Regions from separate parts of the Neogale vison genome. Here region 1 is linked to region 2. A link is a contact called in public Hi-C data. All regions are on one chromosome and are shown on one strand. Each heading gives the region's core, a stretch centred on a gene start, on an enhancer-like site or on the middle of the called end of the contact. The rest is flanking DNA. Distances are from core to core; before and after follow the strand shown. Region 1 holds the start of TNFRSF21 (tumor necrosis factor receptor superfamily member 21). Region 2 has its middle 44 kb from the start of MEP1A.

What was found. Hi-C and Micro-C count contacts between places; a contact is called where the count stands out from the background.
Region 1: a Hi-C map of fibroblasts shows a contact between it and region 2, with 6 times the contacts expected there. The contact joins the promoter of TNFRSF21 here to the enhancer-like site in region 2. A contact is called at or near these places in 2 of 3 Hi-C or Micro-C datasets (fibroblasts and muscle).

What each region holds. Positions count from the first base shown.
Region 1 is chr1:93,548,588-93,551,287 of ASM_NN_V1, forward strand. It overlaps TNFRSF21 (tumor necrosis factor receptor superfamily member 21), which reads right to left and starts at 1,342. Exons shown (of 6, transcript XM_044252406.1): 1 at 851-1,342. The coding sequence starts at 937.
Region 2 is chr1:93,135,470-93,138,169 of ASM_NN_V1, forward strand. No RefSeq gene overlaps it. Among named protein-coding and RNA genes, the nearest start is that of MEP1A, 44 kb to the left of the region's middle. Within about 2 kb of position 1,287, the one cell type or tissue checked has open chromatin away from gene starts, as enhancers often do. A contact at or near this core is called in fibroblasts, where this site is marked.

The DNA of each region.
Region 1 (2,700 bases), core at 92-2,591, 410 kb after region 2:
ACCAGGTAGGTAAGTGAGGGAGAACGAGCCAGAGAACACGCCTTGTAACTAAATGCACCTTGGGTGCTTAAGAAGGAACCTGCTCCACTTTGCAGGGTCACCTGCCTGGCCACAGGTAAAGAAGGGATAGGACAGACTGGAGAAATTCATCTTCCTTTATGTAGAGCCCTCTCCCCCTCCCCCCACTCAAGGGCCCGCGTGCTGGCTGGCTAGCAGCCGGCGCTTTGGAGGCGCCTGAGAGTGGGTCTAAGGGTTCTTTTCTTGGCGTGCAGAAACTGGGACCCACCCGAGCCAAGGAGGCGAGGTGGGGGAGGGGCTGTGCGCCTTGCTCGGGAATGCACCGCGCGGGCGCTCCCGGGTCCCCGGCAGCCGGCGCGCACCGGTACCACTCTCCCACTGCGGTAGCATCCCGACATGACACTGCAGCTGCAACAAAGCGGCGGCCGCCGCCAGACCTCGCAGCCCCGCACCGCAGCTCCGGCCCCGCACCACGCGGAGTGGGCAGCGGCCGGTGGTTGTGGGGTTGTACGGAGGGGGGTGGGGGTACCAGAGGTCCGAGTAGGGGGGAAAGCTCTGAAATGCGCAGGAAACCGGCTGGCCACCTCTAGCGCCTCCTCCAGCGCAGCCAGACTGCAAGGAAAACAGTTCGCCTGCGTTCCAGAGTCCCGGCTGAGTCCGGTGGCTCCCCGAACTACCCGGATACCTTCCCGGGTGGCAAGCCCACCCACCCCCCACCCCAGCCGGGTGGACCCCGCGCCTCCCGCAGCCCGGGCCCGGGGACCCGCCCCGCTCCCAGAGAGCTGCGCCTTCGGCTCCGGCGCGGCCGTCCCCGGTCCCCCTGCGCGCTCACCAGGAAAAGCGAGCCCGCGATCATCGTTGCTCCCGCGACGCGGCTGCAGGAGGCTAGGGCGGTGCTGCTGCTCGCGGAGGTCCCCATGGCTGAGCCCGGGGCTCGCAGGGGCGCCCGGGGCGCGTGGCCCCCCGGCAGCTGGAGTCGGCGGCTGCTTCTGCCCAGCGCCGCATCCACCGCCGCCTCCCGGGCCGGGAGCCCATCTATCTCCAACACCCCATGTGCACTGCGGCAGCCGGGCGGCCGGGCACAGGAGGGAGGCGGCGAGGGAGGCTCCGGGGGCGCTCAGCACCTGCCCAGCGGTGCGGCCGCCCGGGCGGGGAGAGGCAGCGGCCGCTGCAGCCCGCGCCTCCCCGTGCTCTCCTCCGACAGCGGCTGCGGAGAACCAGGGAGGAGGGCTGGGCGCGGGAGAGCAAAGGAACAACTTCCCATAGCGAAGCCTCCAGCCACTGCCAACCACCCTCCACCGCTGCCCAGACCGGCCGGCGAGGGACTGAGTCGGGTGGCCGCCGGGCGCGGGGACACACGTGGTGGCGCCGAAGGGGCGGGGGATCGGCCCTTTGTGATGTCACCCGGGAGGAGGCCGGGCTCTTTGTGCGATCGAACTGGGAAGGCGTTCCAGGTAGAGCGAGGAGGGAGAGGGTGCCCCTTGGCGTTCACTGAAGAAATTGCAGCTCCTTTTTGACCCAGGCAAGCTGCTGCGGAGGAATGCACTCCCCTGACCCAAATTTACTTATTTTTTCTAACATGATTCTTAGTAAATTATTTCTGCGACAGGCACCGTTCTGCTGTTTTTGACGACAGTGATTAAAAATAGCCAACGACCATGGAACACCTAGATCAGAGGCGTGCCGAAATTATACCAGTGACTTAGTTCTCAAACCTGGCTGCCCTTTTTTTTTTTTTTTAAAGATAAGAGTTTTTTTTAGATTTTATTTATTTGAGAGAGAGCGACAGTGAGAGACAGAATGAGCGAGGAGAAGGTCAGAGAGCGAAGCAGACTCCCCATGGAGCTGGGAGCCTGATGTGGGACTCGATCCCGGGACTCCAGGATCACGCCCTGAGCCGGAGGCAGTCGTCCAACCAACTGAGCCACCCAGGCGTCCCTGGCTGCCCTTTTGAATAACCTAGAGGGTTGAAAGCATATGTATGTATGAATAGACCCACCCCAGAGATTCTGATTTAATCGAAAATGGGGTGTGGTCTGAGCATCGGGATTTTTAAAGGTTCTCGGGGTGATTTTTAATATAGAGCGAAGTTTGAAAACTTCTAGGCTAATAAATGCAGTTAAGGAAACCCAGACTGAGAGTTCCAAACTCAGAGGCCCTGGAATTGGGTCCGTGGGTGGTCTTCAAGAGGCCTTGGAAATCCTTGAAATGTATGGGCAGGTGCACCTTTCTAATTAAGGATCCAGTGTTTTGAATCTGATTATCACAGAGATTTAAAAAAAAATTCTTCTCCCCAAACAGTGTTAAAAATTTTTGAGTTGAGTTTCAAATGCCTTTGTGGGTTGTGGGCGGGTGGAAAGTACGTTAGCACACTGCTTCGGAAGTAAGAACAACCAGAACATTATCCTGGCTGGTTGACATCTCCTACATTTTCTGAGCTAGAACCTGACATCCTTTTCTTTGTTTCACCTGCAGGGAGTCAGTCCCCTCACCGTGACTACCATGTCTGGGACAGTGGTGTCTATCATCTAGCTTCTGACTATTCAGAGTATGCTATATTGAAATTACCAGTTTCACCATGTCGGTTCCCCAGTCCTTCGTCAGCCTTGGTGGTGCGGGGCTTATTCCAGCTTTCTCGACCCTATTTCAAGATAACACACTTTCTCAGTTACCTGTTTCAAG
Region 2 (2,700 bases), core at 37-2,536:
GGTGGGGGGAGAAGCAGTATCCCAAAGCACATGATATTCCCGCACGTTCAGAAGCTGTGTGCCCATGACATAAGGCAGGTCAGCACGTCCCCCTGCTCCAAGGATCAGCCTTCTCGGCTGTGGGTACCGTTTACTACTTCTGGGTCTCTCTGGATCACACTTTGGCTGGCAAAGCCATCAGGTCCTCTTGAGTGCATGTCCAGAGCCTCAGCTAGAAACTTCCCAGGTGGCCTCAGGGTGGGCTGGTGTATCAGACAGCCCTGGGGCAGCTGCGGGTCCAGCGTGAACTAAAAATGAAAACCCAGCTTGGCAGGAATAGTTTCCTATGGATGAATTAGAATAGGGAAGGGGTTCATCCCAGTTCATCCTTTTGAAGGTGCATTGATGGGGAAAGTGTTTAAGGCCTTGGGACATGTGGAAGGCACCCGTTTTGTTTCCTCAAACTACCTCCCTTCTGGAATGGGGAAACCAGGTGATGGCACGGGGCTGCCTTTAACTTTGCCTTTGGTTCCATAAATAAGATTCGGTCAGTAGGGAGGAAAGAAACAGAAGGAGGGAGCTATCCTGGCGAGTTTGTCTCAGAAAGGTACACCTGCCTGCAAATCCATCAGGCACACTTGAACTCTGTGACTGCCATGTCCGCTCTCCCTGCATCTCCTCAAAGCTTTCTGGCTTCCTCATCTCCTGCAAGGACCATAGCCTAAAACGTGTCAGGAGGTAGGGAGTGAGGGTGATCCTTGCATTCCTGGTGTCTGTCATCTAGCAGGCCTCCATCCCACCTTCGCACCAAATTACTTCCCTGCACGTCGCCCTCCAGGCACATGAGCGGCCTGTCAGCTCCTGCCTCCTTGAAGGTGGGACCCGGAGGCGGCGCTCCCCCCGATGACCACAAGGTGGCGATCGAGCCTCAGGAGAAGCCCGGGGAGCGGGCGAGGAAAGCCCCGCGCGGGCCGCCCCCGGTCGCTCAGGGGCCCAGCTGGAGATTCCTGTCGGTTCCGCTTTGACTGGGACAGCTGCGAGAGAGCTCCACGGGGCCTGGGAACAGCTCGCTGTTCCAGAAAAACAGTGAGTGGATGTGCGATTCTTCCCCGGGGATTCCAAATCGAACACGTCCTTCCACCGCGCCCGGGGGCGGGCGAGGCTGGCCGGCAGGATGGGGGACACAAGATGGGACCAATTACCCTCGCTTCCCAGGAGGCAGGGCCCACAGTCGCTCTTGGATCGCGCTGCCCTGCGAAGGAAGTGGGCTGCAACAAGCCGTCCTCCCACGACTTGCCCAATCAGTTCCTGTTGCTTTTCATGCTGAGAAGCCTCCCCCCCACCACCACCCGCCCCGGGCTCCTGGGTTGCTTCTGTTTCGTTTATAACAGTCGCCAGCATACCTCCTCCTGGGGACTTGGCTCTGCATGAAAGAAGGAAAACCGCGCGGTGTGAAGGGTTGCACGTCTTCCAGACCCACGGCCCATGTGTGCAGAGGGAACGCGGGGGACCTTGTGACTCCTCCCCTCAAAGTTTAAAGGAATAGTTTAGGAAGGGGTGTCTAGAAAGCAGCAAGGCGACTTCAGCTGAGTCGTGGCCCCCCCAACAGGAAAATGGTATTTGCAGAGAAAGAACAGGGATCTGGCACAGGACACGTCTCAGTGATCAGTGATCGTCCACCTCCTCTCCCTTCTTGTACTGTGAGCTCATAGTCACTGTGCCCAGAAAATTTAGGAAAAGTGGTTCCCTTTTTAGAATGTGCTAGAGGATAAACTTCAGTATCCATCTATCAGTACATAAGGATGGTGTGTGTGGAGTGGGGTGGAGGGGTAGTGGATGGAGCCCTAAGCCCTGAGGTTGGTAAATGGGAACTAATCAGGAGCTTTCTGACTGCCGCACCCCTGCAGAATGACTGAAGGGAATGGAGAGAGGGGGGTGGGTACATGACAGGCCTGGCCCAGGGGGCTGGGTCCACTCTCTCAAAGCCCACTGGCTTGGCACCTGCTGTCATGAGGGGTACTTTCCCCTGAGTGTCCACAGGGGCAGAGCTGTGTCTAGGTGCCACTTCGAAGAAAGGGACACCTGGAACTCTGCCACACAGACCCATGTGATGCCAGGAAAGCCTTCCTCAGAGCAGGGCTCCCCTGGGAACGCTCTAATCACACTTGTGAAATTTTCCTGCTTCCCCAAACTGTCATCCTCCAGGACCATCTGGTCTCCAGGCTGGAGCTCAAAGGGCCTGGAAGGCTTTGCAGCTGGAAGTTGACCTGCAGGGGAGCCCCTGGGCTTCTGAAGGCCCCTGGGGTTCTGGGACTGGTCTGGGCCTTCCTATACTCATGCAACAGCAGGGATCCCCTGTGCCCCATCTGGGCTGTGTGCGTGAGGGGCTGAGTCGTGACCTGTGACCCAGATTCTGAGGGTTGGACTGTTGCAGGAAGCACAGAGGGTCTATGTGGAGGCCTGTCTGCAGATGTGCTTGGGGCCTGGTAAAAGAAATCATATTGTTACACACAAGATTGGCTTGAAGGACCTCTGCAGAGTCGGTAAGTTGTTTAGGACTGCTCCATTTCCTCATAGATGCCTGATGAACTGTGTCCTCCCCTTCCTGATCCAGGGTCCTCCTGATGACCACCTCGATGCCCAGGGCTTTACAAGACCCCTGGAATCCCACTGGAGTCACCAGAGCTTAATGCCCCACAGGGCTATCTGTGGTTAGCCTCT